4 separate regions of the Mus musculus genome follow, and regions 1, 3 and 4 are each linked to region 2. Evidence: chromatin contacts called from public promoter capture Hi-C data. All regions are on one chromosome and are shown on one strand. The core of a region is the stretch at or near the end of the contact, and the rest is flanking DNA. Distances in the headings are between cores, read along the strand shown. Region 1 holds the start of Eapp (E2F-associated phosphoprotein). Region 2 holds the start of Sec23a (SEC23 homolog A, COPII coat complex component). Region 3 holds the start of Sptssa (serine palmitoyltransferase, small subunit A). Region 4 holds the start of Snx6 (sorting nexin 6).

Region 1 (2,788 bases), core at 204-2,703, 4.3 Mb after region 2:
AGTGAGTTCGAGGACAGAGAAACCCTGTCTTGAAAACACCAGAAAAAAAAGAAAACAAGTTGTTGGTGCTAACTGAGATAGTAAAACTTATTTCAACTGACAATTACCTTACACATCATTCAAAAATAAACCTAGGGCTGGTGAGATGGCTCAGTGGGTAAGAGCACCCGACTGCTCTTCCGAAGGTCCGAAGTTCAAATCCCAGCAACCAGGCTCACAACCACCCGTAATGAGATCTGATGCCCTCTTCTGGAGTGTCTGAAGACAGCTACAGTGTACTTATATATAATAAATAAATAAATCTTTAAAAAAAAAAAAAAAAAAAAAACTAAAACACCAGGTAGAAAGCAAGTCTTTCGCAATGCTAAAGTAAATGTTTTCTATTTTTTCAACAAAAATGCCAGGGGAGAGCGCGAACGCAGTCCCCCACTACCACAAATTATGCAGTCGAGTTTCCCGCATTTGGGGAAATCGCAGGGGTCAGCACATCCGGAGTGCAATGGATGAGCCTCGCCCTGGGAAAACCACCTTCGTGATCATGGTATCTCCCCTGCCAGGTAAGTATGAGTTGCGAGTGCCGTGTGCAGGCTCTCCATCATTGTATACTTACTTTATAACTACGGTCTCTTCCTCAATGCGTCTTCTCTACATTATATTCTCTTTTCTAACCTTGATCCATAAATATACGCTTATATTATGTAAATATTATCAATAACGGAAAAAAATGTCTATTTAGGGAGAACCGGTAGCCTTTGCGTGAAATTCTCATCTACATATTCCACGCCTTTGTGGTGACGCCGCGGGAACTCGTCTGTAGGCCCCTCAACGCGACTCCGCCCACTAAGGCTGTGAGGCGGGGGCGGGGTTTGTTGGTAGTGGGCAATCGAATCTGGAATTCAAAACCTAAGCTTCTGCCCAGGCTCTGGGCAAAGAAAAAGTTTTTTTTAGCTCAATTCAGTTTCTGCTAGCGGAGGACAGGATTCTAAGAGATCCACCCTTGTTAAGTTTAACTAGTAAAAGAAAAATCGTTTTTCCGTGGTGTTTTTCTGAGTAGGTCTATTATACATTATTTACTTGCACACAGCCAATAAACCTAATAAAAACCATGAGAGAAGGGCTAAGATAACAACTTTGAAGAAATAAATCTGACTGGATAGTGATATACAACTGTAATCTCAGCTCTCCGCAGGTCACGGTAAGCAGAGCGAAGCCAGCCTGGGCTACATAACTGGTTACAGGTTAGACTGGGTTAGTGAGACCTTTTCAAAACCTAAATAAAGCTTAAGTTAAGAGGAGGAGGAGGAGGAGGTGGCGGCGGCGGCGGCGGCGAGAAGAAAAATGCACAAAGACAACTGCTATTTTCAGCGGAAAAGAAAACGTAGAGACGTGTTAACATTGACCCTCCGCACGCCCCGTCTCTTGCATCCTTGTCACTGGACGGCTTGCGCAGGCGCACAGGAAGGACTCGCAGTACGGGCGGAAGTGGAGTCTCCGGGAAGCTTTGGGGAAGGCGCTGGCGGAGTACACAGACGCCGGGGCGGTGTAGGCGTCCTCAGGTCGCCATGAACCGACTCCAGGATGACTATGACCCGTACGCGGTGGAAGAGCCGAGCGACGAGGAGCCGGCTCTGAGCAGGTGGGCCGCTGCCCCGCGTCTCCGCCCTGCCTTGGCTGAGGCCGTTGTGTTGTTCGCGCCGGCCGTCCCTGGGCGCAGTGTCGTCCGCTTCACTTGCGGGAGCCTCGGGGCGCTTGATGGCGCTGCTCAGTCTCTAGGGAACCAGGATGGACAGCAGTGCGGGAAGAGGGATGTTCCGGAATTACGTGGGCCCCCAGGCGTGAAGCCTTAGATGGAACCCTGTTTACCGTTTACTAGCACTGTGACCGAAGGCAAGTCAGTTCTCGGCCTCGCATCTGTAAATGGAAATACAAGTATGGGACAGTGTCCTAAGCTAGTGAGGGCCTGGCCCTTAGCACGAAGTACTTATCTTGAAGACTGTCAAGTAGAAACTAGGGAATAGAGAATGGAAAAAAAAAAAAAAAGGAATGGGCTTTTTTTTTTTTTTTAAGTTATGATCTCCACACGCATGCCATAGCACCCATATGCCCATATACACAACATTTTTCTTTCTTTCTTCCTTCCTTTCTTCCTTTCTTTCTTTCTTTTGTTTTTCGAGACAGGGTTTCTCTGTATAGCCTGGCTGTCCTGGAACTCACTCTGTAGAGCAGGCTGGCCTCGAACTCAGAAATCCGCCTGCCTCTGCCCCCCAAGTGCTGGGACCAAAGGCATGCGCCACCATGCCCGGCTATACACAACATTTTTAAAACTGTAATTTAAAAGTTAAATGAATTAAGTCAGACATGGTAGTGTATGCCTATAATCCCATCATTTAGGAGGCCAGAGGGTGAAGAGTTCAAAGCTGGTTCTGGGCTACGTAAGATTTTGTCTTAAAACAAGAAAAAAATGTCCAAGGCATTTCTTGCAGCTGGCTTTTGCTTTGTTGTTCTTTTTCCCGCAGTTTTTTTTTTTTTTTTTTTTTTTTTGTTTTGTTTTTTTTGAGACAGGGTTTCTCTATAGCCCTGGCTGTCCTGGAACTCACTTTGTAGACCAGGCTGGCCTCGAACTCAGAAATCCACCTGCCTCTGCCTCCCGAGTGCTGGGATTAAAGGCTTGCGCCACCACGCCCAGCTCACGCCTGGCTTTTTTCTCCGCGTCTTAATCTACAACTTGTCTCCTTCCATGTGGGTCCCAGAAATTGAACTCAGGTCATGAGGCTTGGTGACAAGCCCT
Region 2 (2,700 bases), core at 142-2,641:
CCGAGGCCACCGGCTACAGGCGCAAGGGGGCGGAGCCACACAAGAAACCTGCTGGTTGCATCAAGCTTATGGCACCGGTGGTGGAATGTAGCGCTCGAGAATAATTCCTGGCAGAAGTGGTTCCTGAAGAGTTTCTAGGTCGCTCTGTCTAATCCCATTTTCTCGTCTAAAGCTTGGGTAGGCGGCAGGGACTGAGGATGAACTTTGAAATCTTTAATATTTTTAAAATTAATGAACAATATCGCTATAATCGTCATTTTTAGAGTACTAAAGCCTTTAACCATTTGTAAACACGTTACATTCGTCTAAATCTTACAACCCCTTAGGGTGGTGTCTTTCTGACTTCGCGGGGAACAGAGTGGATGAATGCAGAACTTTTTGTTTTGTTTTTCACTTTTTCGGATAGCATCTTAAAGTTTAGTTGAGGCTGTTCTGGAACTCATTAGGTAGCTCAAGGAGTCTCAAACTTGTAGTGATCCGATCCCCTGGCCTCAGCTTCTGGAGTACCAAGTATCACACGAGGATAATTTTTAGGTTTTTGAGACTGTCTCTTCTGTGGCTTAGAAGGGTCTACAGTTTGCAGTGTAACGTAAGCTGGGCTGCCTTTTTTTTTTTTTTTTTTTTTTTTTTTTTAACCTTGACTATTGAGATTACAGGCATGAACCATCACCACTAGCCGAGTGAGATACTTAAAAACTTTAAAATTACTATTTTGCGATTGCTTGTGGGTCGGTGAGGAGGTCAGAATACAACTTCTGGGAGTAAAGTTTCTTTTTCTGCCTTATGAGTTCTAGGCAAGTGAGGTCCCTGAGCCAAGCCTTCTCATTGGCTCTTGACAACACACAGACGAAAACCCAAAATTAGAGGAGAATCCGAGCATCTATTTTCTAGCGAATACTTCAAATAATTGTTAACTCGTGCTTCGTTCTTTCTCCTCTTTGGACACGGATACAATGTCAGGAAAAAAACTTGCAAGAGCCTTTTCTATATACTAGAAAACAAAAACAATCGTTCAAGCAAACAGTAGACGTGAAAGCTACATCTGGTGGTTAACATTTTTTTTCTTTTTTTCTGGGGCTAGCAATGCCCTAGTCAGGTATTTTAACCTTAATCCTACACACGGCCTCGAGCGGCCACATCCCACCCTTTATTACTCCGGTTACCTCCCTTCCTCCACCGCCCTGGCTATCGCATCGCTTCCTGCTAGCCCCGCCCCTTCCTGAATTGTCCCCGCCCTCCGCTTTGCTTGGCCGTCTTTCACGCTCGCCCCACCCTCTTTATTACTCCCGGTTCATCTTTTCCGCCACTCAACGCGCCCATTACCTCCTGCGCGCCCCGCCTCTTCCGGGACTGTTCCCGCCCCTTCGCTGGTCGCCCCTCCCCGCCTCCTCCCCTTTGACGTGGCAGAGGCGGCACCAGCCATGTTGTCCTGGCCCAGGCCCTCCAAGAGGCCGGGGGCGGGGCGGGGCCGCCCCTGATTGCGGTGCCACGGCTGCTACAGGGCTTTGGAGCGGACTGACGACTGTGCAAGGCGGAGGCTGTGGCCGTCACGGAGCTTCTAGGTAGGTACTGTGGTAAGGACTAGCGTGGCAGCCACCTCTGCTCCACCGGGGTCTTAGTCGGAGCTGGGAGGCGGGCGGCGGGCCGGAGTGTCAGGATTGTTGGCTCTGTCCCGGCTGTGCTCTCGCATAAGCAGCGGGGCGTGCCGGAGGCTGTGGCCCAGCGCCGAACCGAGATCGCTGAACCCTGTGCTTGTCATGGCGACGGAGCGCCCTCGTCTTTAGTCCTCTTAGTTTAGGTGGAAGGACCGTAGCAGGATGGAGACCGAGGGTCTGAGCATCTGGCTCTGCACCCACCCCCACCTCCTGGGTGACACGCTTTGCCAACCCTGCCCAAGGCTCCTGTGCCCTGGGGCCTCTAGGTTCGTTTCTTGACTGCCCAGGAGTGCCCTAGACTTTGAACCCAGGTGACTACATCACCTGTAATTCGGCCTTGGGCCTTATAAAGGTTAAAGAAAAAACCACCAGGTATAGCTAGTGCCTGGGGCCTTGATTATTAATGATCAGGTTTCAGAACTGAGCAATACCATGCACTGGGGCATTTATTCTGTCTGTAGAGCTTTACTGTTTGTGGGAGAGGAACAGGAAGAGGTAAATAAATCCATAGGTAGAGTAGAGTTGGAGATGTCTAATTCATCTCGTCAGCTAAACTTCTGTCCTGTCTTAACACAACCCCACCCTAAACCACGGATAGCTAGGCACATTTACTGAAAGAAATTTAAATTTAAATGTATACTAACATCTTCCTTCTTTCCAGCATCATCAGAGGGCCTTTGTTTTTTAATTGTTTCAATGACCAATTTTATTATTGCCCCCAAAATTCTCACATAACTGATGTGAAATTTGAAGGCCAGAGAAGTTTATTGCCCAAGAGCAAAAATTTGTTACTCAGTCTATTTCATTGGAAATTTTACAACTGGGCCTGGGAAGATGGCTCAGAAGTTAAGAGCACTGGTTGCTCATCCACATGAATACACACACATACACGGGCACAGAAACACACACTCACACAGAGAACTCACTACTGGCTTACAACCTCTTGTAATACACTTACACACACAGTGCCTCATTACCTATTTACAACGATTTGTAACACACCCACATACCTTTCATCTCAACCCCCAGCTCACTAGTGGTTAAC
Region 3 (2,700 bases), core at 197-2,696, 4.4 Mb after region 2:
TGGTTGGTGCATACCTGTAATCGTAGCTCGAAGGAGTCTGAGAAAGGTGAATTACTTTGAGATCGAGGCCAGCCTATACTACATAGTGAGGTCCTGTATATTGGTTAAGTTATTTTTGTTTTTGTTTTTCATTTCCACAAAAAACTAGAATCACTTGGGAAGAGGGAACCTTAGCTGAGGAACATGAGATTGGTCTATGGTGGGCGTGTCCTCCCTACTGTGGGCAGTGCCATTGCTAGGCAAGTGGGGTCTGGGCCGTTTAAGAAAGCAAGTTGAGCAAGCCAGAAAGAGCATGCTCCTAAGCAGTATTCCTCTGTGGTTTCTGCTTCAATCTCCTGCCTGGAGTTCCTGGCTTGGCTTCCCTCCGTGATGTTCTGTAACCTACAAGACGAAATAAAATAAAATAAAATGACTAGGCACCTTGTGAAAGCAGATCTCAAGTCTATTGTTGTTTGTAAGGTCTTTGCTCGTAAGGAGCATAAGGAATTTAAGTTAATACCTGTCAACCTGGAAAGGTTTTAAAGCTTAAAGCAGCAGGTTTGAAACTTTTAGACATGTGAGTTGCAGGCTACTTAATTATGTCATTTCACAAGCACACAGTGCATGGGCTTTAGAGGAGTGGAATACAGCCGGTACTGCTGCAGGTCATAGGAGTGAATCTTTAGGAGACAGATCACATGCTGACCTCAAGCTGTCTTTAGAACCCACTAGATCAAGTGCACTTCTCTTGATTGTGACCTACATGGTTGTTTTCTAAGTGTAGTCATAGAAATATTGGCAACTGTCTATGGCCAATTCTTTTGTCTTTAGGTTAGGGAATACTAGTGCGTGTGTGTGTGTGTGTGTTGTGTGTGTGTGTACTCGCGCGCGCATCCTAGATAGGTCTGTTTTCACGCATGTGCTCGGAGGAAGGGAAGAGCTGATGAACATATTACTTCTACAGTTTTCAACATCTTCTTGGCTGGGTGTCATTTGGCATCCACATTCTCTTTGACCCCCGCATTCCCTCTTGCACAAGGCACTGTTTATTTGCATGCCCGACTCTTTAGTAGCATTCTCACCCAGCCCTATCATCTCTTGGCCCAGAAGGGATTCATGAGGTAGGAGAGAGATTACATACACTGGTTTCTAAAGGAATCCTTCTGGGCTGGTCTGAAGGATCCGGCCTCTTAAGGGCACCATCTCGCATGGACACCAGTGGGGACTGAAGCCGGTCTTGCAACCGCCATGCGTGCGCGTGGAGATGCAGAACTAGCACTTAAACCCAGACCGTTTCCCAGGGCTGGGGAGCTCGCTCCGGGCGAGGCGCGGGGCGGGACAGGAGCACACGAAGTGGCCGCTTGGCCAATAAGCGCAAGCCAGGAGGAGCCGGCGGTGGCCGCTCGGGTGCGCGCGGGGTTGGGCGTACACGGTGACGCGCAGGCTCGGCAGGACCAATGGGCGCAGGGTGGTGGCGGGCGGGCCCCAAGGCCTGGGGCTTTAGGAGGTGAGCGGGCCGCGGGCCCGCCTGACGCTGCTACACCGCGGGAGGCGCATGGCGGGCATGGCGCTGGCGCGAGCATGGAAGCAGATGTCCTGGTTCTACTACCAGTACCTGCTGGTCACTGCGCTCTACATGCTGGAGCCCTGGGAGCGAACCGTGTTCAGTATCCTGTGTGTCCTGGCCTGGCTGGGGCGTGGAGGGGTGCGCGCGCCGGGTTGGAAGGGGGTGGGGGGGTGTCTTGGGGTCAAGGGAGGTGGAACCGCGGAGATCCGGGTCTTGTACGCAATTCCCCTGCCCAAGGTGGAGGCATCCTGATTTCTGCAAGCAGTCGGGAGGGCGACGTCTCCCCTGGTGCTTCCTTGTCCCGCTTCGGCCGCGCCTGCTTTTGATCCTTCAGTATTCTTTGAGGCAGGGTTGCTGCAAATCGCTCCGGGCTTGGGCGTCTTTAACCCTTAGCTATTCCTGATTTGGAGCGATAGAACTCTAACCAGTTCACCAGGTTGTGAGTACGTGGTCTTGACACTCCCACACAGTTTTGGAAAGCAGTTTGTAAGTTACTGAAAGGCCTTTTGGGCTTCAAAATGGCAGTTTTAAAAGTGTGTTATATTTATGACTTCTTTGCATCATAGGTACAAGCTGTGCCCAGAAAAGACTTTGCTGGGGTTTCAAACTGTGCTTTGTTGTTTAGTTTATCACCGGTTAAGAATTGTTGAGTGATGACTTTGCTGAGCACTTTGTGTGTATGTTATCTTGCCTAATTTTAACAGCTCCAGCGAATAGCTCAAGGTTGTGAAGCCTGATGTTTGTTTTCGCCCAATGTCTATGCCGCTATCCTCTGATTTCCGTGTCGACGAAATACTAGCAATTCATTCTTTTAACGCTCCACTTCTCCTTTCCTTAATATAAAAAGAATATACCACATCACATGCTTATTTCATCCGCTCAGCTTCTTGTGGTTTAGCTTTGTTAGGAACAACTTCACAAACGCGTTCCTAGGACTGAGGTAGAGCTTCTTTGCAAGCTTTTTCAAGGGTGCTGGTGTGGAAATAGCATGAGGTTATTTGGAGCTGACTCTTGAAAAATTTTAGCGTCTTGCAAGACTATTACTGTGAGCAATTATTTCCTAACCTAAAGTTTAATAACCAGAATGTATATTTGGGGCTCCGGATTAAGAAAGCCTGATTTTCCGAATCGTTTATTTGTAGCTTCAGTTTGCT
Region 4 (2,871 bases), core at 324-2,823, 4.2 Mb after region 2:
AGTGTCTGAAGACAGCTACAGTGTACTTACATAGAGAGAGAGAGAGAGAGAGAGAGAGAGAGAGAGAGAGAGAACATGGTCGGAATGCACTGGGGAGGGGAAGCCTGTGAGCTGGAGACGTTTAGGGTAGGGGCAGGGTGAGAAGAGCTAAGAGGAGCTGGGCTGCCATCATGGGCCCTGTAGTAGATATTTGAGATGCTGAGAGCCTGGAGGCTGGCCAGCATGTGCACTTTGGTCATTTCAGACTTTTTGTTGATGATAAAGGGCAATGGAATCTCTCTGTAACTGCTTCTTGGCTGAAATTAGGGTGTCATTGTCAGAGCCAGGAAGGCTGAGATGCTAGTAAGGCCAGGGGTGGAGAGAAGATTCACACCAGCAGATCGTTATTTACATGTATATGTGTAGGAAGGGAGGTGGAGAAAATGAGTCAATTGCAGACACGGTGGTATTTGTTTGGATGTGAGGCATGAGGAGATGAAGGATCTGAAGAGGACAAGTCGAAACCAGGCTTGGACCTTGAGAGTGATGATGTCATTAAGTGGAGACACAATAGTCCGGGCGGTGGTGGCACACGCCTTTAATCCCAGCACTTGGGAGGCAGAGGCAGAGGCAGGCAGATTTCTGAGTCAGAAGCCAGCCTGGTCTACAGAGTGAGTTCCAGGACAGCCAGGCCTATACAGAGAAACCCTGTCTCTAAATAAATAAATAAATAAATAAATAAATAAAAGTGGAGACACAGCTTTGCTTGAGTGATCCTTTGTAGAAGTGAAGTGTGGTAAGTTAGAAATGATTATTTTTATAAAATTTATTTATTTATTGGTTTTGTGTGTGTGAAAGGACAATCTGCAGTACCATTCTACCTTGTGGGTCAGTCCTGGGGCTTGAACTCAGGCCTCTAGGCTTAGCAGCAAGTACTTTTCCTCACTGCTAAACCAACATGCTGGCCCAAGGGATTATTTTCTTGAAGCATCTGTGGATGCTCCTTTCCTGCTACTCAGCTGGACAGTTAGATCAGGTCTGGCGATTGTTTCTTAGTATACAGGCAAGGAATACTCTTGTAATGAGAACGGCTCTGTTTTTATAGTGCTCGGTCATTAGCACCCCAAACTGAGGTAGTTATTACTTCCCCAGCAGTAAAAGCTTGATTATAGCCCCTGTCTGCTTATTGTGTGAAGGCTTTTGGCTCCTGAAACTTCCACAGGCAATATGGTATTAATGGTGATTAATCATCATGTAACTCAATACAAAGACAAGAATATTTACTGTGACTTCCTGGGAGTACTGGTACAGTTTTTTAGGGGCCCTCGGGGGCAAGAGACGTGGACCGTTCTCCGGGTGGCCCTGGGGCCTTCCCAAGCCTGAGCTCGCCAGCAGTGAGCAGCGACTATCGCTCTGGGCCAACCCTCCCTCTTACCTGGAGCAAAGGACCCTGCGTCCTTTCCCCTTCAGGGACTGCTCCCCCTCCTAGAGCGGGCGGGGGGCGGGGCTGGCGCTCGGCTCCGCCCTCCGCCCCACCCGCGCGGCCGACTAGGTTCGTGGCCTTGCTTGTGCGACTGCGCGAGCCCTGGACTCGAAGCAGCCATGATGGTGGGTGTTCACGGCGGCGCCGAACTCGGGGCGCGCGGTGGGGGCGGCGGGCGCGGGGACGGCGCGGGCTGGGCGCTAATGTCTCTCTTTGTGTCTCCCCCTTTCCCTGCCTCCCCTTCGGTGTGCTGGGCCCGCCGACCCCACAGGAAGGCCTGGATGACGGCCCCGACTTCCTCTCGGAGGAAGACCGCGGAGTAAGTTGTGTCTTCTGTGGTCTCGACCCTCGGTCCCTCCCCCGCCGTGGCCCGAGAAGGGGTCCAGGCTGCGCTGCCGCCCTGGGTCGCCCTCCCGACCTCCGCGACGCGCGCCCCGCCCTTCTGCAGCCCTTCGTCCCTGGGGTCGGGCGCTTCTCGGTTCCGCTGGTCCCGTGGCCGCTTTCTCGCCCTAGGTGGGCGATCCAACCCTGTGCTGAGCTTGCTTTTCCCAGGCCCCGCTGCAGGTGGGGTGGCCGGGTTGGAACGCCCCCATCCTTGACTCTCTGGGCCACGAAACCCATTTTCAGACCTTCCCGGTGGTACCGTCAAAATCTTTCTGTGGCTTTCTGGAACCTCGTTTCTCCTTTCTCTGCTGAATGGTATGGATTTGGTCTAAATTTACTCTTTTGTAATGATTTTTTTGCAATCAGCAAATCTCAGTTTTGCCCTAAAAGATTTTTAAAGAACGGGTCGCTTTCAGTATCTTTACTTTTTCTAGTATATTCCTCAATCCCCATCCTTTTCAGGATTCTCTCGATATTGTCTCCCATCTCTAGCTCATGTTAAGGTATGACTTACAAAATAATAATTTATATAAAGATGTACAGCGTGATATTTTGATGCGTGTAGAGGTTGTGAAATAATTACCATTGTCAAGTTAATGAACACAGACCTCACTCGGGACCTTACTCAGGTACCTTCATTTTCTTTTTTGAGGAGAGCACTTGGTCTGCTCTCAGCAGAGTTTCAAGTATCCATTATTATTAGTCACTCCACTGTACATTAAGTATCCAGAACTTAAAACTGAAAGTTTGTATCCTTTGACCACTCTCCCCCCTCCCCGCTTCCTGCCCCTTGTTCAAAGGTCTCATTTCTCGCTCCCACTGCATCCCCCCAGCAGCACTCCATTTGTCTTAGTGAAAGATAGCATTGCATGTAGAGCCTTGTACAGGTGCACTGTTACTAATGTATGACTGCCACTAAGCAAAGTTTCATTGTCACCATTTTATCACTCAGCAGCTCACACTTGTCCAGAAACTTGGTTTGAAACAAGTTTCCTTGTACAAAGCAATTTTTTTCCTGCCTCCCA

Evidence for each region. Promoter capture Hi-C pulls out the DNA fragments that hold promoters and counts their contacts.
Region 1: a contact with region 2 is called in a promoter capture Hi-C map of pre-B cells. The contact joins the promoter of Eapp here to the promoter of Sec23a in region 2. A contact is called at or near these places in 3 of 39 promoter capture datasets (the C10 cell line, cranial neural crest and pre-B cells) and 1 of 484 Hi-C or Micro-C datasets (B cells).
Region 3: a contact with region 2 is called in a promoter capture Hi-C map of pre-B cells. The contact joins the promoter of Sptssa here to the promoter of Sec23a in region 2. A contact is called at or near these places in 2 of 39 promoter capture datasets (the C10 cell line and pre-B cells).
Region 4: a promoter capture Hi-C map of pre-B cells shows a contact between it and region 2. The contact joins the promoter of Snx6 here to the promoter of Sec23a in region 2. A contact is called at or near these places in 3 of 39 promoter capture datasets (cranial neural crest, maxillary cranial neural crest and pre-B cells).

The regions. Positions count from the first base shown.
Region 1 is chr12:54,694,559-54,697,346 of GRCm38.p6, reverse strand. Eapp (E2F-associated phosphoprotein) reads left to right here and starts at 1,453. Exons shown (of 6, transcript NM_025456.4): 1 at 1,453-1,636. The coding sequence starts at 1,563. It overlaps Gm22513 (a small nuclear RNA gene), which reads right to left and starts at 565; the gene lies at 402-565.
Region 2 is chr12:59,010,708-59,013,407 of GRCm38.p6, reverse strand. Sec23a (SEC23 homolog A, COPII coat complex component) reads left to right here and starts at 1,391. Exons shown (of 20, transcript NM_009147.2): 1 at 1,391-1,562. It overlaps Gemin2 (gem nuclear organelle associated protein 2), which reads right to left and starts at 17. Exons shown (of 10, transcript NM_025656.5): 1 at 1-17.
Region 3 is chr12:54,655,318-54,658,017 of GRCm38.p6, reverse strand. Sptssa (serine palmitoyltransferase, small subunit A) reads left to right here and starts at 1,446. Exons shown (of 2, transcript NM_134054.2): 1 at 1,446-1,646. The coding sequence starts at 1,535.
Region 4 is chr12:54,794,364-54,797,234 of GRCm38.p6, reverse strand. It overlaps Snx6 (sorting nexin 6), which reads left to right and starts at 1,573. Exons shown (of 14, transcript NM_026998.3): 1 at 1,573-1,587; 2 at 1,734-1,781. The coding sequence starts at 1,582.